Linked DNA regions of Columba livia: region 1 is linked to region 2. The links are chromatin contacts, called in public Hi-C maps. All regions are on one chromosome and are shown on one strand. Each heading gives the region's core, a stretch centred on a gene start, on an enhancer-like site or on the middle of the called end of the contact. The rest is flanking DNA. Distances are from core to core; before and after follow the strand shown. Region 1 overlaps IQCA1 (IQ motif containing with AAA domain 1). Region 2 holds the start of COPS8 (COP9 signalosome subunit 8).

Region 1 (5,728 bases), core at 1,317-3,816, 180 kb before region 2:
TAAGCCTTCTAACAGTTTAAAATAGCTCTCTGCCATGACTAACATAGAAGGTAAAGAGCTGGAGAAAATTCATGGGAATTACTATCCTAAATTTGCAGAGCGAAATATACATGCAATTTCAAACAGTAACATGTTTGTAAATCTCAGAATAATGCTATAATGATTTTAGGCAATTTCTCCTGTTATAAATGGTATCGTGAAAACAGCAGTAATTAAGGCTCCAGCTATTTTTCTTTAGAAAAGCAGCCGTACCTGAATTTGACAATAGGTGGAGCTGTCTGCGAGAGAAGTAACCACCTTCCTGCAGCTATTTTTTCATTGCTTTAAAAGTACAGCTTCAAGACTTTGCCTTATTGTCAAATTCACCTCGTTCAGTGAGCTGCCTGTTAGGGGGCTGCTTTTGCATCAGAAATTCCTGAACCCTAGATGCTGAATATGCTCCAGCTCCTGCCTCTTTTACAATATGAGACACACCTCAGATTTCTCACTTTTGTAGTTTGTTGTAGTATGAACTAGCATACAAGACTGTGCAACTTTTAGCATTACCTGTAATCTCTGGAAGAGGCCTGAGGCCAGGCTGATTCACAGTCATGTAACGGGCAGACAGAAGTGGAGTGTACCTTCATTATCAGTTGCCCATCTTCTGTCTAATCCCACACTAAAACCAGGCAGAATCAAGCTGCTGCCATTAATAGTGAGGCTGTTTAAGCTAACATGACTTCACATGACATGCGCAAGTGAAAGGTCTACAGAGAAGTAGAAATGCAACATATTGATCAGGCAGATCAGCTTTTAAAATCTTGCTCCAATATATAATGTTTATCATAGATCAAATATACTCCGATCTTTAACAAAAAGGCCATAATTACTGATCACCCAGTACATTAGTGAACATGCAGGAAGCTAAATCACTTGGTGAAACTCCACAGACTGCAAATAAATGTGGCTGTCCTTAAAATACAGGATAGGTAAATTTCCTATGAATTTGCTCATAAGAGAGGCAGACGTACCGGGAGAAGCTTTAGATCTTCCAGGATATCATCAATGTAATGAAACTCTGAGTTCTCCAGCTTCACCATCTCTCTTTTCACCTCCAGGATCCGGCCAATCACCCCATCTAGCACCTGCCGAATCACTGCCTGCTTCTGCTGGTGAACAAGTTGGTCATGGGCTGCCTCCAAGTGACGGAAGATTTGCATGTATTTGATGTAGGAAGTGGCTAACAACTTGAATACTTTCACGAGGTCCTTCTCTGGCTGGAGGAATTCTCCTCTCTCTTTGCAGAGTTGAATATCGAGGTCTTTCTGGGCATCTGCCCACATCTTATTGTAAGTGCTAATTGAAAAGAGAAGACTACGTTAAACTAACATGAAAGCAAGAGTTAGTACACAATGATAACAGGACTCTATGTGTGTGGATTTCTCAAAAAAGCAAGCCTTGAAATGTGAGCCGTTATATTTATAAAGAGATTTTAACTACAATGTATTTTTAAAACGATTAGCAAAAGTTTCTCTTTTTGATTGTCTTAAAAATAGGAATCTTAAAATGGTGTTTTATTAATGGAAGCTTAAAATTTAAACACTTTTCAACTTCATCTTTAATGTGCCTGAAGCATCCTTCACATGCTTGACAGTGCCAGAAGTTTCATTTAATTGTGCTGAGAAGTCGGTTTAATAGAAAATGTGCTTCCCCGCAAAGCCCTTATGATGGGTGAAGGTGTCTTTTAGGACTCCCCATGTTTGGCATGAGGACCAATTGATGTTTCTAAAGTATGTGTTGTTCTTCTGCCTTTCTGAAGTGGTTGCTCAGAGCTAACTGCAGGGAAGAGGCTGTATTGGTGCCAACGCTAGAGTGTAGCTGTGGGCACTGTTTCAAATGTGAAGTAAGGAAGGAAAATAATTTCTTTCTATGGCAGCAACTGTTGCACTCCAAGCAATTGTTAAATGTCTGGTCTAGTAGTTAGAGGACTATGTGACAATGGAAGATGTCACCTAAGGCCAGCTTCATTTCCAGAAGTGATAATGCTGTTTACTTGGGTAGTTTTAGTATAAATAGGTGGAGCTCTGATATGAGTGTGGACTTGCTGACATTGGGTTTCAGGGTAAAAGCAGATCAGTGCAGAATTTTATGGGAGATCATCCTACAGGAGCAAGAAAGGGGGCCCAGACAGCTGGCTAAGGTAATAGAGAAAGCTGACTTTTGTTTCTTAGAATAGAGAGAATATTCCAGAAATAAAGGCCACTGGCCTCAATGGTGCAATTTAGACCCATCCAGGTGCTTAACCTAGATATTGTTTGCTGTTTCTAGAGCTTCTCAAAGAAGAATGAAGACAGCAAAAGACCCTGCCACCATTAGATGAGCTTTCAGAGCAGACCTCTTGTTCTGAGCAGCATCGAGGGAGTGCTTGTCTACTAATTCTGACAATAAAGCTTGCACAGCTGTAAACGTTGCTTGTGCTTGATAATAAATGCCTAAATTGGAGCTCTGTCAGCTGATCTTATCATTCCCAGTCCTGGAGTACTGAGTGGCCTGAGGCTTGTGCTGCAAGAGGGACCAGGGGGGTGGACAGGACAAACTCAAGGTCCCTGAGCATGGGGTGGGTGCTGCATATCCAGGATGCTGACAGGGCTGCTGAGACTCCCCACAGCTGTCAGCAAAAACACCAAAAATCTGAACCCCGCTATTGAATTTGCACCATTAACTTTTTAAAGTGCATATTATATTTTTCAGCTGACCTGGGTTTCTGCAGGATGCAGCTGGCCTGGCTTTTCCTAATGCCTCTGCAGCCCACCCAGGTCTTTCCCCTTCCTTTTTCCCTACTTCATTACATCCCATTGCACCACCCCAATCACTCAATTGCAGCAATTAACCCAGGTGCAGGAGATAAACAAAATAAAACCAGCAGAGTGGGGAGAAGATAGGCACAAATGAGACTAGCATTAGCTTTGACCTAACAGCTCTGCTGGTCGATCAATGCGAGTTTTGTGTACTTCCTCTGAAGTCAGGACACAGAAGAACATACACTGGTGTGAGGTTCACGGGGTTTTCCAGCACAGAAGGAAACAACGCGATATTGTACTTACTTAGCTGTGCCTACTCAAGGACCATTTGGTAATAGGGAGGTTATAAATCTTGGAGGAAGCCTGGCCCTGAAGGTTGTCCCCCCAACCACACCAGTGATTTATGAGCAGTGGATATCCTCAGGCTAGAGCATTTCAAATGCAGGTTATTGCATGGAGACAACAGATAGCACTGCCAAAGAGAACCAACTCTGCGATTGTCCACTCTAATTTACAATAATCTCCCTTTCTGCCTCCTCTGACTGAGGAATGTCAAGTGGTTCCTCCTGCTGAGCCAGCTAATATCTAGTTTCTTTTTATATTTTGAGTGACTTTTTTGAGGGAGGAGGGGGACAGAGTGCTCTAGCCCTTCAGAGTATGTTAACATAACGCAATATAGATGGAACATAATTGCTTCCATAAAGCATTCGTTTATCAGATAAGCATTACGATGATTGCAAGCACGTTGCTGTGGGTCAGATGTTAAGATTATGATTATTACAGTATACTTCTAGCTTGTAGTAGTGATGTTCTGTGTAACTGAATGCAAAAGAACGGAGAGGTCCACTGGGAAAAGAAGTGTTGAAGGAAAAGATTGATGTGGTACTGCTAAATTTTCAGCTGTGATAAGCTGATAGTACCTGTTGTGGTCAGGGTGACTGACAACTTGGGGGACCTGGCCCTAGTGCTCAGTCTTTAGGCATGTGATAGGGAACAGCAGATACATAATAATTGTACAGTGCAAACAGAAATATGATTTCAGTGTTTCTTTGGTTCACTCTGATTAAAAACTAGAGGACACATGTAGAGCCATTTGTTTCCCTTCCCCAAACAGGATTAGAATAATTATTTTGGGTTTTACTAGTGTCCAAATAGGACCCCTTCTGGACTAGTTTGAAGGATCAGATGTGCTAGGTTTTTATAGCTGTTTCTGAGGGACTCAGCAGAGCTGCTGTATTCCTGAGGAGCCCCTCAGCTTTGGCAGACAAACATGTTCAGGGGTAGTCAGTAGTAATGAGTTACACCTTACATGCAAAGGACAGGACTGATTCTCTTCACCTGGTAATCAGACAGTATGAAACCCCTAAAGCCCTATTTTAATTTTTGCCTATGTGCTCACTCTTTCTCTGCATTAAGTTGTAAACTCCCTCAAAATTGCTTCCAAGCACTGATGGGGACTGCAGTGCAGCCTTCAGCACTCTGGCGCTTTAGTTACTGGTCCATCTTGTAGGTTTGTTCCTGTTCTGTAACAGGTAGGTCATGAGCTGTATCCATGCCTGAGGATGATATTGGATCAGAATTAGAGGGGATTAGAGCATCTAACTAGCCTACTAGTGCAGGTAACCAGCAGGACTAAACATAATTTTCCTACTCAAGACATTAGATTATTAAATCCTGGAAAAGAAATAAGTCTGCCTCTTGATCTCTGCATGTGTATAGCAGTGTAAGTAACGCTGCAAATTGTCATAGCAACTACAAAACACAAGTGTTATGGGGAAAATAAGGAACGCTGTAATGGGATGAGGAAAAAACATATAAAGTGACTTAAATCCAGAGCCCCCAGAGTGTCTTCTGGCAGCTCACAGCTTGGAGGGAAGGTCAAAGCTTTACCTCCTAACTGATGTTCATTCTCTTCACTCCCACAAAGTAGAAATGGAGTCTAAAACAAGGAGTTAAGATGACTATTGTGCTATAGTATGACTTCTTGTTTGAATCTCACTTTTATTATTCAAAATAAAGCCTGATCTGCTTATTTAAAGCAAAGCTTAGAAATACGTTTTTCTGCTCAAGTTACAAAGAGATGTTTAAAATCCTGCCAAATTATTCATCGCCTCATTTTAATATTTCAGGGCCCTCTAACTCCACATGTTTTCTTGACCCATCTCTTCTTGCGCTTAGAATAAACGTGTCAGTTTTGAGTATGACTGAAGTTAGGCTGCTTACTTGCGTTGAACTGGTTTTGAGACTTCAGCATGTCCTTTTTGGAAATATTTGTGCTGAGCACGCAAACTGACCCTCAGACTGCTCTTGAGCCAGTAGTGGAATCTGGCTTTGCGGAGGTTACCTTTGTGTGTGTGGTATTTCTTTTTTCCGCTTAAGTGTCTTGGTGATTTCAGTTAGCTGCCAAAGGGAACACTATTTCTTTTATTCTAGGACAAGGCACAGTTTGCACTCCAAGCTGTGTCCATCTCTGGATTTGTATATGGGCTGAATGTATGTTGCTTTGATGCCCGTTTTTTCAGAGTTGTCTGTCCTCTAAGGACAGAAATATCTCATGTGCTAATCACGTGAACCCAGAGTGTAGTATTGCATGGGCCCTACTTGTATTTCTCACGTGATGGAAAACATTTGACTCTGACTTGGCCCAACTCTCTTCACCTAATAGAGAAACTCCTGTTTCATTAAATAAAACATGTGTGTTTTAAAATAGATCAAGTCACGGAGCAGGCAAGAAGTGACCGAGATGTGGGTCTAGCGACAAGGAAGTGTGTGAGGGGCCAGAGCTCAGGGTCTCCTTTAGACACTGGGGGCCTGGCAGGTCAGCCATTGTGCTGAGCCCTGGGCAGACACAGGGGAGGGAAACCCTGCCCTGCAGCCTCTGTCGAATAAAGAAACAAGAGACAAAGGTTGGGAGGGGAAAGTGAGGCCCCGAGAGGAAAAGGGGCTTA
Region 2 (5,325 bases), core at 97-2,596:
CCCGCTTTGATCCCCTCCCCGCCTCCCGAAAAGTATGAGATAATTGGGAGTGGGAGCAAAAGGTGAGAATGATGCTCCTCTCAGATGCTCGAGTGTCAAAGTGATGTTGGCACAGAGCTGGGGCAACAAAAAGCCAGTGGGATGGATGTGGCTGGAGGGGACGGGAGCAGGACGCGGGGACAGTTGTTGGGAAAAGCAGAGCCCAAGCCTGGAGCAGCAGTGCCATCGCCTGGAGCCCTGCGCCAGGATGCTCTCCTCTGGGAAAATCCCAAAGCGAGCCTAGACACATGTTATTTTTATTTTTCCTTAGCTGAGACTTGTCCCAGAGCGTGGAGACTCCCAGACAAAGGGGCTGAGCATCCCTATTCTTTCCTTTTTTCAACATGAAAGCGTGGGCAGCGCTACTGGACAGCCCAGCCGCTGCTGCATCGGGCTTGCACGGGTCACCCTAGTTTTGCATCAAGGTGGTGCAGCTTTTGAGCACGGCTTGGGGAAACTCTCCTGTAAAAGGCTGGAAGAGTCGCTGGCTGAATATGAAGAATAAAGGGTTTGGGGATGGCGTTCGGGGTGGCGCTGGGGGTGGAAGGTGGCAGGAAGCACTTCATTGAAGGGAAATGCAGCTATAGATGATGGGGGAAAGCAAATTTGTTCTATTGGAAAGCAAGGGTTTGCAGAAAACAAGGCACCGGGGTTAATATTACTCTAAAAAATAAGAGTTTCCAGCTGTAGCCCAAATAATTGCAAAGATCTGGTGCCAATTCTGCCATTTTCCACTGATTCATGCACAAGTGTGCCTCTGACCAGTGCTGTGCTCCGTGCTGCAAACATGTTCAAAGTCCATCCTTCAGGGATAAATAATAATTAAAAAAAAAAAAAAATATGAAGTCATAAATTGGTCCCCTGAGCCTGATTCTCGGGAAAGGCAGGCAGGACTAAGGGGGTCCCAGTTCTGGAACTGGAGCCGCAAAAGGCTGCAGTGAAGGGGTGGTCCTGCCTATAAAATAGCGTATTTGCTGTTATGTGCCATTTTTAACATATTATGCGCTATTCTGGCACATGTGCTACTTTACGTAATGTATTTACACATGATGTGTGCTATATTATATTGTGTATGCAATGCATAATAAAGGCCGTAGGGTGTATATCTTACCCATCAAACAGTATGCGATGTATACAAATAAATAACTAAACATAAATCTGTTTGTTACACACAAACACACAGAAATAATGGGGGAAAAGACGCATAATGTAGCTGTCCCTTAAGCAACCTTGGGTCTCACACACGTGCTGGCCAGAACCCCGCCCACGGGCCCCTTGGCCACGCCCCCGGCATTGACTACGCCCCCGCAGTCCTCCACAGCATAAAGGTGCGGCTAGAGCGGCCTGCTTACCTTAGGCCATGGGTGGAAGTGCGCACTGCCCGGGACGGAAGTGACGTTAAGGCGCGGCCGCCTCCTTTGGGGAGGCGGTTCAGGCGGGCGGAGGTGAAGATGCCGGTGGCGGTGATGGCAGAGAACTCCTTCAGCTTCAGGAAGCTTCTGGAGCAGTGCGAGACCCAGGAGCTCGAGGTGCGGCGGGGACGGGCCCGGGGGTGGCGGGGGCCCTCGCGTGTTGCGGCGGGGCCGGGGCCGCTCGCAGCGCCCGTGGGTTCAGTACGGGCGTCTCCAGCCGCGGCGGGTGGGTCAGAGACTGTTGCCTGAAAGTTCTGGTTTCGGAGTCTAACCTGGTCCTGCACGGAAGGTTATTGACGGCTCTGCCTGTGCGTGTTTGTGAGGTTGGTTAGGGCTCAGTGCTTAAACTTGCCCGTTGTACAAAATCGCGACAAAAAATCATGTCAGTGTTGTTGTTTAACCCGACCTGGGGATACAACCACGACAGCCGTTCACTCACAGCCTCCCCCACCCCCCAACAGGGGAAAGAATCAAGGGAGAAACTTGGATTGAGATAAACACAATTTAATAAAATAACACAATACTAATACACTACTAGTAAATGTGTATATATATAATAGAAATAAAAGGTGTTCCTTGGCAATTCTTCTCGAGCTCTGTCCACAACTGAGCAGCCAGGCCCAGCAAGCCACACCTGGTTCTAAAAAGCAATCCCAGACAGAGAAAAGGAGAGGAAAAGGGTAGAAAAGCCCAAAGGCCTCTGCAGGATGGCAAAAGGCTGAGCTAAATGTCCCAACCAGACTTCTTCAGCTTGATAGCAACAAAAAGCAGAAGAGCAGACCAGAAGGCCCCACTCTTATATCTGAAGCATGATGCTAATGGGATGGAATACTCTCATTGATCAGGCTTGATGTCAGTCAAGCTCTGCCCCATTTGTGCCCTGCTTCTTCGATGCCTCGCATTTGTGGGCAGAGTGCTCAGAATGTCCTTGGCTCTCAGACCAGAGCAATTAAAAACATTAGGTCTGTGTTATCTCTTGTTCTCAAAGTCCAAATAATGAGCCTGCTAGCTACGGAAAAGAAAGGTTTCTAACTGCATACAGAAAATTAACCCATTTTCAGTCAAACCAGCACATTCAGAACCTTGCAAGCTGCAGACAAGTGAGTGCATTTTAGTGTAGTTATAAGGGTCTTTTCAGTGGGGAGGTTGTGTGTGTGTGCAAGGGAAGAGTTTGTATGTTTCCATGTGTTTCATGTGGTTGAGAAAAAGAAGATATTGATGAGGAGAGTGGAGCACTGAACCAGGCTTGGGGAATAGCTTTTAGATCAGTGGTGCACTGGTTATGGGAGCTCATGCTGGAAGATTCCTCTGTGCTGTTCTAAATTTTATTGCTTGGTGAGTTTTCGAGTCCAGCTGTTGTGCTGTTAGTGGTGACAGCCTGTGGTAAATCTAAGTGGCACCATGTTGATGCTGAAAACTCTTTCTGGATGGTATCTATGGAACCTCTTTTGTCTTGCACAGAGTTTTCAGTGTTTTTCTAAATGTGATGTTCGTGCATCCCACTGTAGCCATTTGAAATAAGTGAAAATTTTGAATTTTCCTCTTTCATGCACTCTTTTAGTGATTCTGATTTGTAGTTCTTGCTGCCTTAGCAATTGAAGGGAGAAAGTTGATCCAATATGTGATCACTTGCCACAGCAGAACTTTGACAAAGGACACAGCTGTTCAGTGGAAAATGTAATTAAGTAGGGGGTCTCTATTTATGGGTGTATATCATCAAGCTTCAGCTGATGTTTCTGCGCTGAGCCCAGGTGTCTCTCATGTCCCCAGCATGGTGCTGCTGCTTCTTGCTGTGCCCTGTGTTCTGTAGAAGAGGGTGATGGAGCTGGAAGGAAGTTGCTGTGCTGAAATATGAGTTACCAGCTGCATCAAGTGATGGGCGTGTGAGCACAGAGGAGCAGAAGAGCACCCTTGGACCATGTGTTGAGTGTGTCTTGCCTTTCCTGCTGGGAGCAGTTTAGTACTTGCTTTGAAGATGTTTTCCCATCCTTTAGAGTAGCACAGGCTTGAAGGAGCACACTAAGGTATATATTAGCGCACAGTGGTGGGGTTGGAGCTTGTCAGGCTTTGGGCTTTGCTTCTCTGGCCATCTCAGGAAGTTTAACGTATCCTCCTCACTTCCCTGCTGCAGAGTGTGTGGCCCCTGTGGGTTGTTGTAAAGCTGCTGAACTCACACTGCGCTCTGCTCAAGGTTTCTGCTCTGTCTGTCAGCAGAGTCTCCCAGGGTTAATGGCAACAAATGCACCTCTGGTAAACCATTCCCAAATGCTTTGAGAAAGCTGGTATGTTATTTGCTGTATATTATTTGCTGTGCATCTACATCCACATCAAGATTCTTGTGGGCACACTACTATCTGCTGACAGCCCTCGTGTTTCAGATCATGAGCTGATATGAGGGCTATTTTTTTTTGCAGGCTAGATGCAGCCACAGAGCTTCCTTCAGTAAGACTGTGGATTGTAAATCTAGTTGTTTTGGTACTAATTAGCTTTCTCTTCTGTTCCATTTGTCTTCTGTCAGATAAACTAATGATTTTTCTTTTATTTAGTACAGAGAAACACCAAAGGTGAACTTACATGGTTTAAACAGGAGATATTAGTTGACCTGGCTTTGTTTTAATAGGCTTGATCCAAGGAACAGTTGTGGAAACAGTTGTGTATGTAGGTGGGTGATGAGCCCTGGAGACAGTATAAGAGTAGCTGGGGATGGTGATATCTGCTCAGTGCTACAGCTAATCACTTGCTTTTGGCTTAGATGAGCCTATAAATCACATAGATAATTAAATCAAAGAGCTGTGTAATTGGCTTCCTGTGAGTGCTTGCTGCACTACCCTCTGATAAAATTCTAAAACCTTATTGGAAATCTTTTCAGCTTTTAAATGATGATAGACTTTCAAAATTTTATAACTTTATCATAATTCTTTTTTTCTTCCTTTCTACTTGTATGATTTATGAGGCCTGCTGAAATGTGTTAAGTGGATTTTTCAAAAAGGTAGTACAAGTGAGTAAAGAAATTTTGCTCTGGTGGGGTGCCCTGAATTGAACTGATAATTCAGCTCAAGGTAGGTGAAATTGTGAGTGCCTAAAAACAGTTGTTTGTGTGGAATTGTAAAGCAAAATGGTTACCACTTTTGTGAGCATAAGCTGGAACATTAGAGTAATGAAAAATGTCACCTTACTTTATTAATGCAGCAAAACAAAGTTTTCTAAGTAAAACTGGCATGTGCAAGTTAACTTTTTATCATGAGATACAACTGTATTACTATAACACTGCAATTCTGACAGTTTGTCCAGGTGTATTATGTGGTGTGAAAAACATCAGCTGTCCTGGAATGTTTAGATTTCATTAAACTTGGCTACCTGGTGGATTTTGTAAGTTATCCTGCTCTTAAAAAATGTAATCATATTTTTGTACTTATTTTTTAGGCCCCTGGAGGAATTGCAACCCCCCTTGTTTATGGCCAACTTCTAGCTTTATACCTGTTGCATAATGACATGTGAGTGGTTTGTATTAATCTTTAATTTCAGATACTGAATTTGTCACTATTAGCTGGAGCTGTAGTTGCCAGAATATTGGTAATTGATTGTGTGACTAACAAAATGCATGTAGGCAGTGCTATGTTTTTTAAAAACAATAACAAAACCAACTAAACAAAAACTCCAACAAAAACCCAAACAAACAGAAAGCCCCACTGAATTAAGTCTCTTTCACAGAATCACAGAATGTTAGGGATTGGAAGGGTAGGACAAGGGCTAATGGGTTCAAACTGAAGCGCAAGAGGTTCCACTTAATTTTGAGAAGAAACTTCTTCTCAGTGAGGGTAACAGACACTGGAACAGGCTGCCCAGGGGGGTTGTGGAGTCTCCTGCTCTGGAG

Evidence for each region. A called contact is a pair of places that touch in the nucleus more often than the background predicts.
Region 1: a Hi-C map of crop shows a contact between it and region 2, with 6 times the contacts expected there. The contact joins the enhancer-like site here to the promoter of COPS8 in region 2. A contact is called at or near these places in 2 of 2 Hi-C or Micro-C datasets (crop and liver).

Annotation. Positions count from the first base shown.
Region 1 is chr7:33,901,844-33,907,571 of bColLiv1.pat.W.v2, reverse strand. It overlaps IQCA1 (IQ motif containing with AAA domain 1), which reads right to left. Exons shown (of 18, transcript XM_065069173.1): 2 at 1,011-1,335. It also overlaps LOC102092528. Among named protein-coding and RNA genes, the nearest start is that of IQCA1, 8.8 kb to the right of the region's middle. Within about 2 kb of position 2,566, at least 1 of the 3 cell types and tissues checked has an H3K27ac peak away from gene starts, as active enhancers do.
Region 2 is chr7:33,719,421-33,724,745 of bColLiv1.pat.W.v2, reverse strand. It overlaps COPS8 (COP9 signalosome subunit 8), which reads left to right and starts at 1,346. Exons shown (of 8, transcript XM_065069169.1): 1 at 1,346-1,568; 2 at 4,875-4,945. The coding sequence starts at 1,491.